Linked DNA regions of Mus musculus: regions 1 and 3 are each linked to region 2. A link is a contact called in public promoter capture Hi-C data. All regions are on one chromosome and are shown on one strand. The core of a region is the stretch at or near the end of the contact, and the rest is flanking DNA. Distances in the headings are between cores, read along the strand shown.

Region 1 (2,700 bases), core at 79-2,578, 290 kb before region 2:
ACACCTGTTTGACTACAAAGGGATGGAATTTATCTTTAGTCTGCCATAAACTTGAGTGCATATTTAATAAATATAAAAAGTTTTATTAAGAAGGGGATTTAGGAGGATAAATGGGAGATTTTTTTTTTCTGCAGAAGCTTTTATTTTCAAAGATAAAAAGAATTTTTCAGTATTTTCTTTTCTCCTCGTGAGTTGGCATCTGTAGCCTGATTTATGTGGAGTTCTCCTAAATGGACCAGTCTTCTTGACTGATCTCTTGTCAAGATTGTAACAGATTTTTTCTTGAGATTCCTGTGTAGCCCTAGTCAAACCCTTGGAAGAAGTCATTCAGTAATCCAGTTATTCTTCACCATAAATACAACATCCTTTCTGTTGAGCTATGTGGGGGTGGGGGGCATCTTAATACAATCACACAGAAATTTGTACATCTTACTATTGATTCATTTATAGTTTCTATGTATGACAACTCTTACATCTGCCTTCCTGTTTGTACCTCATTCAGAAACAAATACAGTATCCATAATGTTTGATACCCAGGCCTATTGCTTGTTGGCCTTCAGAAGTTCAAAGGTGGAGTTAAATTTGAATTATTTGAATAATCTACATTAATCAGGTGAAAGCAATAATAATGTTACTCAATAAGCACATGTTTCTGATTTTGGCTACATACTAACCTCCATGAAATATAATAAAATCACGACTAACACTTACCATAACTTTTGTGACCTATGTAAAATTTTAAGAATGTCTTAAGGCTCCAGTTAGGAAGTTATGCACTAAAAGTGGCCACACAATTGAAAGCCGTTATAATTTGCTGTCAGTTATTAGGTCATTTTTTTTCAGTATATGAAAAACATCTGGCCTTATGAAATATTGAAATACTAAAATAAATATATGACACAACACAAACCAGGGCAAATTCTTCAGTAAACAAGAGAGGTTTAATTTTTATTGTTGTTCATCATTAGCTACAACAGCTATTTCTTGACAAAAACATTACAATGTTTAGGAAGCACTCATGAAAAATTAAAAATTTTTATTGTCTAGTTTCTGTTTTCTTTTACAAAATGGGAACGGTATTCATTTTATTTTACATGTAAATATTGTGTGTAAAGGCATACAGGCCGTAGCATGCGCAGAAAGAACTGGGACTAGGTAGCTGGTGACAGGGCTCATGAGCTGGCAGCTCTTTCAGAGTCCAGCGTTCATGTGGGGCAGCTTCAGGCATCCTCTGACGTCTGCAGGGAAAAGGTTGAGTCATCTGGGCTCTGGTCACAGAGCTGCTGTGGCACCCTCACCGTGGGCCTTCCTGTTCGTACTTCCTGTTCTGTCTCTCCTGCTCCCGAAGAGCTCAGGCGCAGGGGCCACGAGCTGCTGCCGTTGCATCAACTGACACCACCGTGGCAAAGTCAGCAGCCACACCATGCTGCCCTTATTCCTAGTCCTCTCATACCTAGGCCAAGTGATCGCTGCAGGCAAAGGTAAGCAAAGTCGCTGCTGGGCAGGGGACCACCTGTCAACAGGCCATCTGCCATGCTGGCTCCACAGTCTTTACTCCTGGAAGTTCAGAACAGGCTAGTGAAGGTGCATCAGAGCCCCACCCAGCTCCAGGGTCCAGGGGTTCAGCGGCCCATCTCTCCCTGCTAGTGGGAGAATTCAGCCCAAAGATCGTTGACCCTCCTTTGCTGAGAACATCTGTAAAGTGGGAGGAGACGGGGAGGGAGGAAGAAAGCTAGAGGCCCGTATGTCCCACGTGTTCTCTGCTTGGCTAGAGGACCATAGCCAAGACAGGTGCACTCACTGTCGCTCTCTCTGCAGACGTAGAAACACCACTTCTGCAGATCACAGTACCAGAGAAAATCGACACCAACATCCAGGATGCCAAGGAGGCAGAGACACAAGTAATTAAGAAACCGGATATTTGGAAAATGACGGGTGTTTATTTGTACTCTACTTCTGGTCCACATCAAAGAATTCCTACATAGCCATTTTGAAATTCTGTTTATGCCTAATTTAGTGTGATAAAGATTGTTGATCTGAGGCAGGGCAAAGGTCTCGGTTTTCTTGGACTTCCCAAGAGGAGTGTGAACATTGCCCAACTGTTTTATGTAAGACTCAAATGCTTTAGCTTCTGGTCTCCACACTGCCATGCATAGCTTACACGGCCACTAGTTATATATTCTTATAGGCGAGACTATACTAAAATTTATGGTGCATCATGATTTTTTAAACTGGTACCATAAATCCCTCCAAGCCCATAAATGCACGCGTTTTAAATCCTTCGGAAAGCAGAACAGTAAAGCATAAATTATAAAAATCATTCTAAAGACCAAAAAGAGATGCGTATTAAAGTAAGTGTCCATCTGCATACGTTCTGAGATACTCATTTTAACCAACTGAACTTTTAGTCACATACATTTTTTTTAATGACTCGATATGGCAATATTGTCTTTCTTCTTCTACAGTGTTACCTCATAGGTGTATAAAACTTCTGACCAGCAGAGAGCCTCAAGTTTTCTCAGAGCCATTTCCATAGGATGTCCGCAAAGTGGTTCGGAATGTTTTTAGTTCTTCCCAAGTCAGACAAGTGTTTCCTACAAAAGTCAGCACACTGACATCAATCATCGTCTCATGCTGCCCTAAATCATCTGCTTACAGTCTCCCTGCTTTTGTATTCTTAGACGTTTTAATTCAATATAT
Region 2 (2,700 bases), core at 74-2,573:
CTCTGGCGCATACTTATCCACAGTGAACATTTCTTTCAGGTAATAGGAAGACACTGTAATTTCACATAATAGTCATATCTTCAAGTAATAAATTAAAAGTTGAAGATAGCATCATTCTGATTATGCTGAGTGATTCCAAAGTAGCCTTCAAAACAAAAGGTTTTGAAAAATGCAAAAGGTTTTGACATATGCAAAAATGTCTCACTCCTTTCTCCTAGTGAGACATAAACTTTATTAAGGTAAAATAAATGATTTTATTTCTATTTTATTCATTTAATTTAATTCTGAGACAGGGCATTCATTCCTGTGTAGTTCAGTCTGTCCTGCAGCTTGCTAGCCTGCCTCAGCCTTCTAAGACAGATGGGGTTATAGGTGTGTGATTTTCTTGACTATAAGTGAAATAACATTAAAAGTCCATTCTAGTTTCTTGGAGGACCAGAAAGGAGAGTAGAGATTTGAATCATAAAGAGGAATCTCTAGGTCAGAGGAAGGTGACATTTAGCATAGAACAGCTGTACGTATCTGAGTCTTGTGGATAGCAAAAGTAATAGATTAAAAGCGTGTAATGAAGATAGCAGCATTCTGATAATGCTGAGTGACTCCAAAGTAGCCCTCAAAACAAAAGATCAGCTCATTCCTTGTGGGCATTAAGTACCCACAGCACCACCATTAACCTTTGCTCCTTGCTTTTGAATAGTTGTTGCTGTCAATACTTACACAAGCTGGGGAGCTACCATCTGCCGCTATTACTGTTTAAATTGCAGTTCCCAGCAGAAATTACATACAGCACTCAGGTACAGTTTGAGATTTGTGCTTTCGGGCTGAGCCATGTCAGTAAACTTTAGCTCCAGAGTCAGACTTCCTGTCCTCCCAAGCATTTTTTTTTTTCTTCTGACTTCCTCACCCTCACCCTGATAGGGACAGGCAAAAGGCACACAGACCTAGGCTGCCAGGGTCTGGCCCACACTTTAAAACTTTTGTACTAATTGAAACTCTGTTGAGCTTGGCAGAACTCCTTGTTTCAATCGTAGGCAAAGATTTGGAGCCTTTTCTTTTCTCTCTCTCTCCTGATTTCGGCTTCTGGAAGGAAGAGCCAGTTTGTAAGGCACAATGCCGTCTGAGGTGTAAAGAGGCAAGCTTGTAGCCAGCTATCTCTAAACAAGCTTTGAAATGCATTCTAGCATCCGGAGCCAGATCTTTGGCAAGGCAACTGTTAATGTTCTGTGGTTTTTTCCTCCCTGGGATCAATGTGACGTCACCAGTGTAATTTGAGTCCCGAGCTTTGTTCACCCTTTAAATAGCCGTCCTGGGACGATTTTTACAACAGACTCCCCTGGAAGTGCCCAAGCTGAGCCGTGGAAGACCCACATCGATGAAAGCCAAGCCAAGCCATCAAGCCACCAGCATGTCCTCGTCTCTTCGAGTAAGCCCGTCCATCCACGGCTACCACTTCGACACAGCCGCTCGCAAGAAAGCTGTGGGCAACATCTTTGAGAACATAGACCAGGAGTCCCTGCAGAGGCTCTTCAGGAACTCCGGAGACAAGAAGGCAGAGGAGCGGGCCAAGATCATTTTTGCCATCGACCAAGATTTGGAGGAGAAAACTCGAGCCCTCATGGCCCTGAAGAAGAGGACAAAAGACAAGCTTCTTCAGTTTCTCAAACTGCGGAAATATTCCATCAAGGTACACTGAGCACAGCAGGCTGGGCAAGAGCGTATCCACCAATGGACCTTTAAAGACCCAGTGAGCCTGCCAGCTCTGGCACGGGCAGTGTCCCGCGAAAAGGCTTGAGAGCTTCCTCCGACAGGACCCCGAGGATGGAAAGGGACATACATAACTCACCAGCTACACAGACTTGCAACTCATTGCAGCCCTGAGCTGTCCCACTGGGAGCCAAGTGCCTTCAGCAGGCGTTGAGAACTCTCACAGCAGGAAAGGACATAGCCTGAGAGGATGGAGGCACTGACCAGAACACTGCGTTTGTGGGGACTGAGTGCACGCACCCAGGGCCGTTGGCAAGGCCCTAAGACTAAACTCAAACCTAACTTGGTTTTTGTTCTTGTTGTTCGGTTTATTATTTTGTTTTCTTTTTTCTTTTCTTCCTTTTTTCTTTTTTTAAATATTGAAGTGGGGAGGGAGGGAAGAGAAGGAATATGAAGCATAAGTGGTTTACTGAAGTTTTGTGTGTTTTTTTTTTTAAATCTGAATGTTTAAAAATGTGGCTAAATCTCCGTGCTGTTTATTGGTCAAGATTTTTAGAGATCAGTAATTGTCTGCTTGCATTGAATACAATGGCTAAGACAGTGCACCCCCTGCTGTTAAAGTCAAAGAACTGGATGCCTGGCCCAGCCCAGTAAAACCCCACAGCATGGGCTATGTTTCTACAGGATTTGTACACACTTCAAAATGGTTTGCACAAAGCTGAAATAATGGGGCCCTTCATAAATCCGAAGGACTGTGAACAACTTTCGAATGTGCTTTTTAAAACTCTCTGACTAATGCTAAAATCTAATCTAATTAAATGTCCTCCAGACACTGTAGTAAGCATTAGGAAATGAATATGGGGGATTTTAGAAGGATGCTGTGGGTTTTTTAAAATTATTTATTATGCATTGTAAGTGATACATAGCCCTAATAAATTATTATCAACTTAGCTTCTCTTTGCTCTGTGGTGATCCGTCCCCAAGGGAAAAATATAG
Region 3 (2,700 bases), core at 149-2,648, 510 kb before region 2:
ACAGGAACTGATTCAACTCTCAATTTTCTTTATGCATCATGGTAAAGCATTGCAGCAGTGTTGTTTTGTTTGAAGTGCACACTCTATGGTACGAGGTGTTTAGTATACCCAAGCAGATAGGTGTCGATCGAACAGGAGCAGGGAGAATACTTCCAACAGTTGAGGTGTTACCAAACCACTTGAGAATTCATGAGCACTTTAACTCTAAACTCTGAATTTCAAAGCTTGATGTGAAGTCCTCTAGAATGTTTACATTTACTAAGGTGTGCTGGGTCCTGTCTCTTTTGACTAATATTTTCGTAAACATTAGGCTGGAGAAAGGAAGGAAGCAGTGGTTTCCTTAGATAACTACAGAATTATACTGGTCTCTGGGATTACTCTCTCAGCTGTATTAAAATGAATTTGTACTTTGAAAGGAATGATATTGACACTAAAATTTTAAACATTTAAATTTTTTCATAATCTTTCATAAAGAAGTTTAATAATAGGTATATTAACTGAATTTCATTAGTTTTTTAAAATAATATTGTTTGTGTATATATACATATTAAAATAAAAACATTTACAACAAATAAAATACTTGAAATTCTTGTTTTGTCGTCCTCTTTATAAATACATAACTATTTGGGTTCTTCTTAATTTCAGTGTTAGGGCTTTTGGCAAATGTGACTGCACTTAAGGAAAACACATTAAAAGATAGACTGTTCATTTTTTTTTTTTTTTCAGGATACTCAAGTACTTTAGCAGTTGGGTGTGTACTAACACTGGTGAACCAGCCCTAGTGAGAAATATGGCGGTGTTGAAGGCCACAAGCCCTCAGAAATACTAAGGAGAAAGTAGTTTACTGACAGGACTCTTGACTTAAGAAGCATGTGACTAGGGCGCTGCCATTCCAGCTAGGACAAAGGCTAAAATGTAGGTTCTTATGTCAAGGATCTGCCATTGCTGTATAAATTAACCATTCTGGTAAGCTCCTAAAAAAGGAAGGTATATGAATTTTAACTGAAGTGCCACGGAGAACCAGGTTGGAAGGAAGCCTGGCGGTCCATGGGAGCAGTGTGCCTGTGGAAATGTAGACCCCAAGGAAGAAAATCAGTTTAGGCTTTCTTGAAAAATTTGTCCACGCATCTTAAAATGCAGTCGTAGTTTAGCCTTAGAAAGAGTATAAACGTATGTGTGTACTTTTTTGACCTGAGCGCCCTCGCAGCCTCTCCAGTACTGCGCATGCGGGTTTCATTGCGAAGCAGCCTGGCTCTGTTAGAGCTGGGGTAGGTGGTGGAGGGGGAGGATGGAGGCGGGGTAGGGGGTTAGGGCGCTCCAAGGACGTGGCCCACGGTGGCCCCTGGCACGTGCCCCACAGCCCCGCGCAACGGCTTTACAACTGTCTAGGTACTCCAGGAGACGCCATGCTGGGCGCCATGCTGCACACACTGCTGCTGCTGCTGCTGGCCGAGCTGGGGGCCTTGCTGGCATCAGGACCCGGTGAGCGCTCCGCAAGGCGGGTTCTCTGAGATTGGGGGCACTTTTCTTGTAGGTCTGTCGTGCACATCATAAAGCTCAAAAAATGGACCCCAAAAGAACACTTCCCAACAGCTTCTGGAAACCACTTAAACTAAAAAAACAAATACCCAGTTTCCACAAGATAACTTTACTAACACGATGTACATGCAATAATAGTTCTTCTAGAAATAGGAAAGAAAAGACATTAAGCCACAAACCCCCAGGCTCAGAGAAAATGCAGCGGTGCGTGGAAGCTGGGAAGGGGCAGAATCTTGCTTAAGTTTTGGAATCAAGTAGGGCTCGGCTACTTGACAGGCAATGATCAAGCTGTTGTGAGTCCAACTGTCCAGCAGGTGCCAGTCCAACGCTTGCCTCTAGCTCTGAGGTCTGCTAATTTGTTGAAGCTGTGGAATGCATCTTTTGAAAGGTGAAGAAGGCATGGTTGGGGCTCTGAGTGTTCTCTTCCTGGTTTATTAGAAGTAAAGAATAAAGAATGTATAGCAACATCTAAAATATCAGCCTCATATCCTTTAGGTGTTAACACGCTTCAAAACTAAGAACCGTTCTTGGGGGGGGGGGGGGAGTAGAAAGTTGGCGTCGCTTTGCATTTTGTGGATCTCCTGAACCTGTGCTTCAATAAAGGACAACTAGGTTGTGTAGCTACTGCTTCCAGTCTTGTGCTGCAGGCTTGAGTAGAAGTGCAAGAAGGAGAACTTTAGAAGCCTTTTCAAGTAGTTGTGAGCTCTCTGCTTACTACACTCACACTGGACAAACGGAAAAAGAATAGTTGCAACGTAGAATTCAAAAACATACCAGCGCCGAAACACACCAGCGCCGGGCGTGGTGGCGCACGACTTTAATCCCAGCACTCGGGAGGCAGAGGCAGGTGGACTTCTGAGTTCCAGGTCTGCCTGGTCTACAAAGTGAGTTCCAGGACAGCCAGGGCTATACAGAGAAACCCTGACTCGAAAAACAAAACAAAACAACAACAAACAAAACAAAACAAAAACACACCAGCAAGCTTTACTATTCTTTATTTTTAATTAAAATATATCACTAATTCTTTTCCATTTCCTCCCTCTAATCTGTCCACCCCAACTCCCTTGCCTTTTTATTTAATATATACTAAATCTCTCTCTCGATATCTATATCTATATCTACATAGATATAGATATGTATATACCAGCAAACTTCATGAAA

The links. Promoter capture Hi-C pulls out the DNA fragments that hold promoters and counts their contacts.
Region 1: a contact with region 2 is called in a promoter capture Hi-C map of stem cell-derived epiblast-like cells, with 6 times the contacts expected there. The contact joins the promoter of Adam3 here to the promoter of Tcim in region 2. A contact is called at or near these places in 3 of 39 promoter capture datasets (embryonic stem cells, hippocampal neurons and stem cell-derived epiblast-like cells) and 1 of 115 datasets of contacts at active chromatin or transcription factors (embryonic stem cells).
Region 3: a contact with region 2 is called in a promoter capture Hi-C map of embryonic stem cells, with 7 times the contacts expected there. The contact joins the promoter of Adam32 here to the promoter of Tcim in region 2. A contact is called at or near these places in 6 of 39 promoter capture datasets (the 3T3-L1 cell line, embryonic stem cells, hippocampal neurons and 2 more) and 1 of 9 other capture datasets (embryonic stem cells).

What each region holds. Positions count from the first base shown.
Region 1 is chr8:24,724,480-24,727,179 of GRCm38.p6, reverse strand. It overlaps Adam3 (a disintegrin and metallopeptidase domain 3 (cyritestin)), which reads left to right and starts at 1,328. Exons shown (of 22, transcript NM_009619.5): 1 at 1,328-1,481; 2 at 1,819-1,901. The coding sequence starts at 1,424. It also overlaps a transcript of Adam5 not described here.
Region 2 is chr8:24,437,569-24,440,268 of GRCm38.p6, reverse strand. It overlaps Tcim (transcriptional and immune response regulator), which reads left to right and starts at 1,323. Exons shown (of 1, transcript NM_026931.3): 1 at 1,323-2,700. The coding sequence starts at 1,373. The coding sequence ends at 1,693.
Region 3 is chr8:24,947,502-24,950,201 of GRCm38.p6, reverse strand. It overlaps Adam32 (a disintegrin and metallopeptidase domain 32), which reads left to right and starts at 1,398. Exons shown (of 22, transcript NM_153397.2): 1 at 1,398-1,482. The coding sequence starts at 1,407. It overlaps Adam9 (a disintegrin and metallopeptidase domain 9 (meltrin gamma)), which reads left to right. Exons shown (of 22, transcript NM_001270996.1): 22 at 1-591.